3 separate regions of the Mus musculus genome follow, and regions 2 and 3 are each linked to region 1. The links are chromatin contacts, called in public Hi-C and HiChIP or PLAC-seq maps. All regions are on one chromosome and are shown on one strand. The core of a region is the stretch at or near the end of the contact, and the rest is flanking DNA. Distances in the headings are between cores, read along the strand shown. Region 1 has its middle 22 kb from the start of Gm42228. Region 2 holds the start of Fam126a (family with sequence similarity 126, member A). Region 3 has its middle 23 kb from the start of Fam126a.

Evidence for each region. Hi-C and Micro-C count contacts between places; a contact is called where the count stands out from the background. HiChIP or PLAC-seq counts read pairs in DNA pulled down with a chosen protein or histone mark.
Region 2: an H3K4me3 HiChIP or PLAC-seq map of the 230-238 cell line shows a contact between it and region 1, with 18 read pairs. The contact joins the promoter of Fam126a here to the enhancer-like site in region 1. A contact is called at or near these places in 18 of 39 promoter capture datasets (3T3-L1-derived adipocytes, the C10 cell line, the HPC-7 cell line and 12 more), 1 of 15 datasets of contacts at CTCF or cohesin (CD8 T cells), 15 of 484 Hi-C or Micro-C datasets (CD8 T cells, the G1E-ER4 cell line, the HPC-5 cell line and 7 more), 16 of 115 datasets of contacts at active chromatin or transcription factors (the 230-238 cell line, the HPC-7 cell line, acute myeloid leukemia and 10 more) and 4 of 9 other capture datasets (adipose tissue, liver, macrophages and 1 more).
Region 3: a Hi-C map of bone marrow-derived macrophages shows a contact between it and region 1, with 30 read pairs. The contact joins two enhancer-like sites. A contact is called at or near these places in 1 of 39 promoter capture datasets (embryonic stem cells), 1 of 15 datasets of contacts at CTCF or cohesin (CD8 T cells), 27 of 484 Hi-C or Micro-C datasets (3T3-L1-derived adipocytes, B cells, the G1E-ER4 cell line and 9 more) and 10 of 115 datasets of contacts at active chromatin or transcription factors (the HPC-7 cell line, T-cell acute lymphoblastic leukemia, acute myeloid leukemia and 6 more).

Annotation. Positions count from the first base shown.
Region 1 is chr5:23,873,040-23,876,342 of GRCm38.p6, forward strand. It overlaps the pseudogene Gm9534. Among named protein-coding and RNA genes, the nearest start is that of Gm42228, 22 kb to the left of the region's middle. Within about 2 kb of position 1,527, at least 62 of the 459 cell types and tissues checked have an H3K27ac peak or open chromatin away from gene starts, as enhancers often do. A contact at or near this core is called in the 230-238 cell line, CD8 T cells, the N1E-115 cell line and 4 more, where this site is marked.
Region 2 is chr5:24,029,250-24,032,626 of GRCm38.p6, forward strand. It overlaps Fam126a (family with sequence similarity 126, member A), which reads right to left and starts at 1,441. Exons shown (of 11, transcript NM_053090.3): 1 at 1,230-1,441.
Region 3 is chr5:24,051,975-24,055,136 of GRCm38.p6, forward strand. No RefSeq gene overlaps it. Among named protein-coding and RNA genes, the nearest start is that of Fam126a, 23 kb to the left of the region's middle. Within about 2 kb of position 1,482, at least 44 of the 459 cell types and tissues checked have an H3K27ac peak or open chromatin away from gene starts, as enhancers often do. A contact at or near this core is called in bone marrow-derived macrophages and heart atrium, where this site is marked.

The DNA.
Region 1 (3,303 bases), core at 277-2,776:
GAAAGAACCAAGCTAAGGCACAGAGGAAAGGGAAAGAGAAGGGGCTAGTTCAGAAAGCACGAAGACCAAATTGCCACTTGCTCAAAATGTGAGCTCCTGGAAATCGTCACAGGTACTTACTGGTTACTCTTTCTAAAAAACTAGATGCTTGTGGAGGTGGATTAGAAATACACAACTATTTCAGAGGTACTCAGCACAGGGAAGACAAGTCCTGCAAAGTCCTGAGGAGCCAAGTAGAGCTCTGAAGGAAGGTGAGGCACAGGGGGCAAGAGGTAGGAGCTGCTTATTATACAAATGGATGTACTGCCAGGCTACTAGAAACAAAGATGACAACCAAACAACAATGGTGGAAATACAGAGAACATTGGCTTCAGTCTTATTGTATGGGAGGGGATAAAAGCAGGCTTTGTGTACAGTACCCTACTGAAATCTCACAGTATCCTGATGAAATTAGTTCTGTAATTGTTCTTACTTTGCAGAGAGGCAGAGAATATGAAATAAAGTAACTTTGAAAGTTCACATAGGCAAAACATGGAGTGGGCATACCCTTTCTATTGAGCTACCACTTATGTATTCCTCTGTCCATTTATCATCTGAATACACACCTCTACATATTGATCTTTCATCTTGTTCATAAAGTTGATCTAGTGTTTTGTTGTTGTTGTTTGTTTTTTTTTTTTTTTTGGGCTTTTCAAGACAGGGTTTCTCTGTATAGCCCTGGCTATCCTGGAACTCACTTTGTAGACCAGGTTGGCCTCGAACTCAGAAATCCACCTGCCTCTGCCTCCCAAGTGCTGGGATTAAAGGTGTGCGCCACCACTGCCCGGCTAATCTAGTGGTCTTTATCTGAAAAATAAATTGAGAAAAGTGAATACTAATCATAAGCCCATAAGAAGAAACTGAATTAATCAGGGAGATGAGCAACATTGTCAATAGGTGAAGATGGCTCTTACTTGGGAATGACGTCATGTCTACTGGCAGCGTTCCCACCCCTGTTCTTCCCCATATACATAGGGAATTTATAATTTTGAAACAAATGCTGCAGGGATCCACTCTATTATCGTGACCAAAGAGTGGCCCATCCTCCTTGACACATTTGCCTCTCTTAAGTTTTTAGAGGTTTTGGGGGAGGAATTTACAAGATGGGAAGGAGTAATTCGTCTCCCAAGATGGTAGGATAGGCTATGCAGGTCCCATGGGCATGCTGCTTGCCCTTGCCCTTCTCAGATGGAGTCCCTGAAGTTTTAATAATCCATTTAACTGTACCAAGTTACCCTGCCTGCCCCCTGAAATGTGGTCAAGCCATATGAACTCAGCTGCAGCCCACTGTTTGTATGTACACTCGCAGACAGAATATTAAGATGTGGTTAGACACATGGCCTGGAAATAATAAACGAAACACCAACATAGGAAGAGTAAACAAAATGAGAGACCTCGCTGAGTTTGCATTGCCTTGGGTGTGCAGCCTCCAAAGAAGGCTTGCTGCCTCTCTAGGAAGCACCCCGCTGTGCACTGCTGGGGTTTTTACAGCCAACAGGGGAACTAGTTGATAAACCCTGTACAGAAATAGAACCTCTACAAGAAGTGAAACCAAGTTCCATCTGAGAATGAAACCACACCCAGTCACATGAGATGCCCGTGTTGTCACCTGGCTCAGGTCACAGGGGCCAATGGGCTGGTCCAGCTGCCTCACTGCTGTGTCCTTCTCTGCAAGGGGGAGGGGGAAACACTGAGACTTAGTGGACGGATGCTGCCTTTTCTGCTGACCTTGACACCGTGTGCTCCCTGGGCTTGTCCTGAGTGTCAGTGATGTGGACAGCAGGTTTGTCTGCAGACTAGCAATGGCCCTTTCAACCTGGGTGACAGCTGCAAAGGCAGCTGTAGTGGATGTGAGTGATCAGATTAGTAAAGTGAGAGAGAGAGAGTAGGTCACCTACAGTCCTTGCAGTGCTGATAACAGTGATGGTCACCGATTTGTCGCCAGCACAGTGACATGGGAAGGAAGATGGGGGGGGGTAGGAGAGGTGGGGGAAGAGGTGAATGGGAAGAATTCTTACTGTGTCAGGCGAATAGTCACCAACCTCATTCATCTCATTTAACTCTTACAATTCTAAGAAGCTAATGGTGCTTCCGTTTTACAAACTAGAAAACTGAGGCACACAGAGGGAAACTGCTTTCTCAGGATTGCAGAGGAAGAACATGATGGAGCCAAGCCTCAAAATCCAGGCCGTCTGACTCCAAAGCTTATGGCTTCTACCACCATTGAAGAAAAGATCCCCAAATTTATTTTCAAACCTGTAATAAACTTGAGCCAAAAAATTTACCCTGAAGTCCTTTAAAAGAAGTTAACAGAGAGAAGGAAAGTTTTCTTGACCCCAAGCAGAGGACACACTGAAGTCTCATGCGGCTTTTCTTATTCTGGATGATGTTGTTGAAGCTGCAGTACATCTAAATAAGAACTGTTTAGATAGAAAGCATGATAAGGGGTTCCAGTCTGCAAGGCGAGTATTTTAGACTCCTTAATAGCTTCCTTTATCTTGGCCATCAACTCACAGGCACTACAACTGCTCAAGTATAGGGTAGCCTGAAGTGTTCAGCTCTAAGTTGGCAATTAGAACACATTGCATCAGGAGCCATGCACGCTTTGTAAATGGAGGCAAAAGACAAGCTGTCAGATCATCCCACTGTCAGAGCATCCTGCTGCACTCACCGCTTTATTAGAACGCTAATTTCTACCACCACCATCAGCAATAATCAAAGGTCACGCTGGAGGGTAATATTTTGTGGAGAATGTAGGAAGTTATCACTGGCAAGAATTTAGAAATCTTTTCATTCGCTTGTCTGGGCCTAAAACGGCTCCAGAATGTCGGTAAATGAAAATCTTCCCTCCAGAACCACGGTCTACCTGTGTATTAGGGGACAGCAGAGGTGGTCATTTCTTGGGCATTCCTTCTATGCGGAACTTTAAAAAACTGGATTTCACGAAATCCTTCCTTTCCCAAAGTGAGCTGAGAGTGAGTGTGTAGATGGACACATGTGCCAGCATGCATGCCTGTGTATTTGCCCCATGCTACAGATGAGGAAAGTTGAGTTCCAAGAGGTTAAGCCCACTGCCCCAGGACATGAAGCTGGTAAAAGATATCAGGTTTCAGCTGAATTCAATTCTAGACCTGTTTGGCTCCAAATCCCTTTCTTCTACAGACTACAATATTGCTTTTCCTGTAGCCCTTAATGGCTTGTCACCTCTATTCCTCTGCCCATTGCACTGGTGAGGGTGGCACTGTCCACAGCTGATCTGTGTTG
Region 2 (3,377 bases), core at 191-2,690, 160 kb after region 1:
CCTTTCCCCTTTCTTGTCCTTCAGTGTACTTCAAAAACGTGATACAAAGAGTCATCTTATAAACCTTAAAATGTATTCACCTAAAGGGGAAAAGTGGTCACAAACGATCGGGGGTGGGGGTTGGGGGGAGGAGGCTGGTGCCATTGGCAACAGAGCAGTCCTAGGAAAACACACCTCCCAGAACTATCGCATTGTTTCAAGGTTACCCTAATCTTTGTGGCTTTATGTAGATAAAAGTTGTAACAACTGAAAACCTCAAACTGCAACGCGTGGCATGAACCACAGGGCTGGCACATCTCCTGCAAAACCTACCTTGTTACCCAAAGGACACCCAGTGTACAGAAAGCCAGTGTTACCCTGCATGCAACCAGTAGCAGTCTCTGTATCGCAGCAGCACTCCCCCTACCTGAGCAGTGGAGCCGCTGCCCGCGTGCAATAGCGTTTTATCCCAGAAGCGATTCAGTGCAGTGCAAAACCACTAGGGCCAAATTCTTCAGGAACCTCTAAACTCTAAAGGTACAAAGCAAACACATGCACGCTGCAGGGCAGAGACCCAGTTTTGCTGAAGCTTGCAAACCTGGGGTGTTTTCGTGCGGGGAGGGGGGGGGCAAGGAAGGAAAAAAGAACGAAAGGAAGAAAAGAAAGAAAAAAGAAAGAAGCTTACAAAAAAACAAAAACAAAAAACCGTTCAGTGGACAGAAAACCCTGTCGATCCTCGAGGGCGGTCACAGCAGCCGCAGAAGAGGCAGAACTCCAGGGTCCAGCGCGGCGCAGGCAGAAGAGGAGCTCTCCTGGTGGTGGACAGACAGACCGGTCTGGCACTCCGAACCCCCAGCCCCACGGGATTCAAGACCCGAGCGAGCACCGCTCTGAAGAGCACCGGGTCTGCGGAGCCAGCGTGGGCGGCGAGGCCAGGCTTTGGGCGGCGCGGACGGGTGGGCAGTGGCCATAGGCTACGGTGGGCTCTGTGCTAGGCCGACCCTGGGGCACCCCCAGCTCATCGCCCAACCGGGAACGGAGCCTCGTTCACAGCGGGCAGCCGGCCGCGGCCAACTTAGGGTTCTCGGGCCGCGCCTCGCGCGGGAGCCGTTACCCGCAACGGGCCGCCGCCCCAGGACGAAGTCCTACCCGCCGCCGGCAACAGCTTCAGCCCCGCTCCTCCCAGACCAAAGAAAGTTCTCGGTCTCCCGGCGCCTCAGGGGCCGGCGTACGGCTCGCGGCAGACTCACCAGAGCAGCTCCGGACCTACCGCGGCCTCCCCCCACGACCACGGCGACCACGGCGACCACGGCGACCGGGCGACTGCGCTCCGCCGGCAGCCGCGCCACCTGCCCCTCTCCTTCTAGCAGCACGAGTCCGGGCGAGCCATCTTCCCTCCTCTCTCTGACTGACAACCCAGCCCGGACAGCCGCCACTGCCGCCAGCCTCTCTGACAGGCACCACCAGAGACCCGTCCCCAAGCAGCCAACCACCACCGTCCCACACTGGATCAGCCTATCACTGACCCCCAGGGTGGGCCCAGAACAACTTCTCCACCAATGAGAATCTGAAACTATTGATGGGGGGGGGGCGATTTGAGTGGGCGTGGTCTGCGCGATGGGCGTGGTCCGGGAACGCCCAGGGGAGACGATTGACTGTGTGGTTAGTGGTGACAACTAAGAAGTTCCATGAAGGTCTCAGGATCTCTCTGAGCCCTTTAGACCTTAAGTCTTACCAGATGCTTTAAAACGTAATCAGAAAAGGACAGCAAGCTGATATTCAATTACTCGAATCATTTCCCAAAAGTATATCAAAATTTGACCGGATTCTGGGGGGTGTGTGTGGGGTGTGTGTGTGTGTGTGTGTGTGTGTGTGTGTGTGTGTGTCTGTGTGTGTGTGTGTGTGTCTGTCTGTCTGTCTGTCTGTCTGTCTGTCTGTCTGTGTCTGTGTGATTTCGGAAATAGCAATTAAAATACTACCTTTTCTTATGTTCATTGCTTTTGACTTTAGCCTTGAAAATTTCAAATATGGTGTCTAAAAGACAACTGAAGAGTTAAAAAAAATATTACTGCTTTTGCACCCATGTGGAAGCTCACAACCTCTATAACTTCAGTCTCAGGGGATCAGTAGCCCTCTTCTGGCCTCTGCCCTCATCCAGGTACACATGCACCTAACACACACACACACACATAAATTAAAAGAATTTTAATAGTAAAAGGGAGGATGGAGAGTTGGCTCAGAGCTTAAGAGCACTTGCTGATCTTCCAGATGAATGGGGTTCAGTTCCCAGCACCCACATCAGGACTCTAGTACAGCAGATCTGACACTTCTGGCCTCGAAGGTATCTGCACACATATGGTACACATACATACATACACACTCAGCCATACATATATACACATTAAATAAATAAATATTTTTCTTTAGAAAAAAATTAAGTATATTTCTCTACTTTTTTCCATAAGCCATTTTTCGTCTTCCACACCTACTTATCCTACAGATAACGTTTTATATATATATATATATATATATATATAGCCAATACAGCATATGCTCCGAGCTCCCCCTATTACAACCCTCTCAACTCAAATCTGGTTGAATTAGAAAGAAAGAGAGAGAGAGAGAGAGAGAGAGAGAGAGAGGAAGGAAGGAAGGAAGGAAGGAAGGAAGGAAGGAAGGAAGGAAAGAAAGAAAGAAAGAAAGAAAGAAAGAAAGAAAGAAAGAAAGAAAGAAAGAAAGAAAGAAAGAAAGAAAGAAAGAAAGAAAGAGAGGAAGAAGGCAAATTTCAACCTGGAAGAAAGGAAGTCATTCTAAGTTAATGCTAGAGATGACAAAATGTCTCCCAAAACACTAAGCAAGTTTTTAAAACATACCAAAGAAATAATAAGCACATATTATATACATATACACATACACATATACATATATATATATTGAACATTGTATATACATATGTATATACATACATGAAGTCAACCAGGCCATGTTGTTAGGCTTCATTAAGCACATTGCAAAAACAAGATGATGGTGTTAAATCCAACACAACCATGCCCAATGGGCAAAAAGAACACAAGGCAAGAAAAATGAAGAGTTCCACAGGGAAGATGTCTGAGTCTATCTGAAAAGATGGGTACATCTGAGATGAAAGGGCAAGCCTCTACTCCCAGCTACCAGCACATGTTTGAGGCTAGCCTGGGCAACTTGGTAAGAGCCCATCAAAATTATTTTTACAAAGGGCAGAGGGTAAAGTTCAGCTGTAGAGCACCGGCTGGTATGTGCTAAGCCCCAAGTTCAATATTTAGTACCAAAAAAACCAAATGTTTTAAGTCAAGGGCCATTTCAGAAAGAGAGCAGCATGCCCTAAGTCACAAAGTGGCCAGGAAGCACAAGAACGAGTG
Region 3 (3,162 bases), core at 232-2,731, 180 kb after region 1:
CTCCACCACCACCAAAACCGTCCTGCATGACAGCAGGCGGGGCACTGGGGTGGGTGGGGTGTGCGAGCTAGCTCGAATAGAATAAAGCCTCTGCTGTGAGTTGCATCAGATCCGCTCCTGTGTGTGTTTGGGGGATCACTAACATTTCCCTGGCTTGACACACAGTTGCTGCTTGTTCCCTCCCTGCCTGCCGCCCTGTGGAGAGTATTATCTGTGAGTGAAGGGGGAATATTTTGGAAATTTTATTTATCTCCCCAGTTAAGTATTTTCACTTGTAAGTGACCTTGTAAAGTACAACCAGAAATAGGAAAAAATAAAACAAATCTGCCTGTGGCCTTTTCCAGACCTAAAACGCAGACAAGGACAACTCTGGAAGCTCTTGTCCTTCTCCCCATGTCTGTCCCTTCTCAACCATTTCATCCCACCGTCTTCATCCAGGAGCTTTGAACCTCTCCCGACCCCTGCTATACCTTTGCCCATGTGGATCAGCTGATCCTCCAGAGCAGCGGGACAAACTGCTGTGGTTTCCCTGAACACTGCTGGCTCTGAGCAACCATAGTAAGGAGGGAGGTTTTTACCACTAAGCTCAGCAGAGTGAAACTGTGGCTTCATGGTTCACTCCGCGGCTTATGAAGAACTGTTTAGGACATTTTTTTCTGTCTCTTTATCATCTTTAACAGTGAGAAATGACAGCATTAGGAAGCATTCACTTTAAACTCTTGGACAGAAGTTCCTAGGTTTGCTTTGAGTTTTAATGTTATAGTTGGTAGTAGGTTATTTAATTTTGTCATCTTGAAGACTAACAGGTACTTTGGAGAAAGTTTATAATAAATAGCTTCTGAAGTTATTTGATGTTCTCTCTCTCTCTCTCTCTCTCTTTTTTTTAACTTTATTTGAGCACAGTGGATGTTTATGGTTTTGTGCTTTATGGGGCTGAGGCCAAAGGCCCTTACAGACAGTTTTTGAAGCAAATATTTGCCATCCACTTAGAGAACGACTCTATAAAATGTTCTTTATTGTAATTGAGATGCTCTACCAATCACAACACTGAATGTATATTATTGCATTTCTGATTCATTGAGAAAACACAAAATAATAAAAGTTTGGTTTATTCCTTCTCTACCACAATGTCAGGAATACCCATGGCAATTTATATTGTTCTTCACGAGCAAAGGAGATTATAAAATTAAGAAAAACATCCTAAATCCCATTTATTTGTGGTCATTATTAATCACTATACTTGAGCTGTTATACATAATTATAATGTATAATTATTCTAACTGCTGCATGAATATATTTTTGATTACTAGAGCGAATGCTGGCTTAATGCCAAGGACCTTGACATTCCATGGGCTGAAGGCCAAGGACACCAGCGGTTTGTTTTGTTCTGTTTTTCAAGACTTCCCCGGAGACTGCACTGAATAGATTCTACTGACCACAAATGAATGTTATATTTTTAACCTCCCTGGAAAGATATGAATATTTCTAGTAACAGGAGTCAAATTACAGACGAGCTCAAGGGCCCTGCTGCCCGTCCCATGATCCCTCGTTAGCTTCCCCTTAAACAAGCATTTGCATACGTGTGGGTATCAGAGCTCTTGGTAAAATTAACTTAGTAAACTAAAGATGTGGAGCAAAGCAGAAACATAGCTGCTAAGGGTCTCTGGAAAGACAAAAGGAAAGAAGGGCGTCACCCACCATGAGCTGGAAGGAAGGAGAAAGACCTGAGGCAGCATCACTCACTTCAAGCCTTGCAACACCATCAGACTAGAGTCTAGATATGTACTCTAAGTATTTCTGTTATAGGAAATATTAAACGAAATATGTACAACACTTAGATTTCTTATTCTGTAGCATTCTAATTATTCAGGTCTATATGCAAATTCTGTATTCATTTGATCCTTTAGCTTGTAAGCAGTCAGCAAAGGATACTGAACAAACCTGCTTAGTCATGGTGCTCAAATGCTGCAACCTTTGCATACATGTTCATGAAATGGCATTGAGATTGACTCCTGCCATAGTGCCCTGGTGGCATAGTCACTTGTTAGTTTATCTACAATTTGTTACTGAAGGGTTACTAGCTCCTGTGGCCCTGAGTGTAGTTATAGATGTTACCAGTGAAACATTTTCCTCCTTCTGTCTTCTCAAGGGAGAGAGCACAGCTAAGAGACACACACAGTCTAAGTGGAGTTTACTTAGCAATGCAAAGGGTATACACTCTGGAGAGAGAAAGCGCAGCAGGTACACCCAAAGGGGGCAGTCGGTAGCCCTCTGGTTCTTTGTGGTGGATTTTTAAGACGTTGTTGTGAATGTTCATGAGACGTGCAGAATATTTATGTAGGAAGGTGGTCCTTTTTCCTTCCCCACACTATGATGGACAGATCTCTCTCTACTAGGATATTTCTTCCCATGATTTTCTTAGAAAGGGAGGAGGTCAAGACCTCAATGTAAATATGGAAACTATATCATAATGAATTCCAGGTCTTTTGCTAGTGCATGTGTGTGCCAATTTCTGGGTTTCTAATACAATAGAAAGAATATAACTGGGCTGGAGAGATGGCTCGGTGGTTAAGAGAACCAACGGCTCTTCTGAAGGTCCTGAGTTCAAATCCTAGCAACCACATGGTGGCTCACAACCATCCGTAAAAAGATCTGCTGCCCTCTTCTGGGGTATCTGAAAACAGCTACAGTGTACCATATAATAAATAAATAAAGAAAATTTAAAAAAAAGAATATAACTGCAACATCAGAAATGCTTAACAGCCAAAGGGCTTTCAGAGGATGTAGAGACACAATTACCAACACACAAAATACAGCTACAGTTTTCTTAGTTCCCTCAAGCTTAATTTGCTGTGTAGATAGTCCAACATAAACCAAACAAGATTTTTAAGTAAGTTAAACATCAAACAAAAGTAAAACAGAAAGAAAATTGGTTCTACTCATCCTTATTCAAGCAACAAACTGAATAAAATAATGTATAAGAGATGGGTGGATAGCTCCATCCATACGTAAAGTGTCTTGCAGACACACGGACTTCAGTTCAAACCCTAGAATCCACAGTAAAAAACAAAACCAGGTGTAGTGGTACATGCTTGTAATCCAAGAGCTGGAGAAGCAGAGACAAATGGTTTCTGGTGTTTGATATTCAGTCAGCCTGGCCTT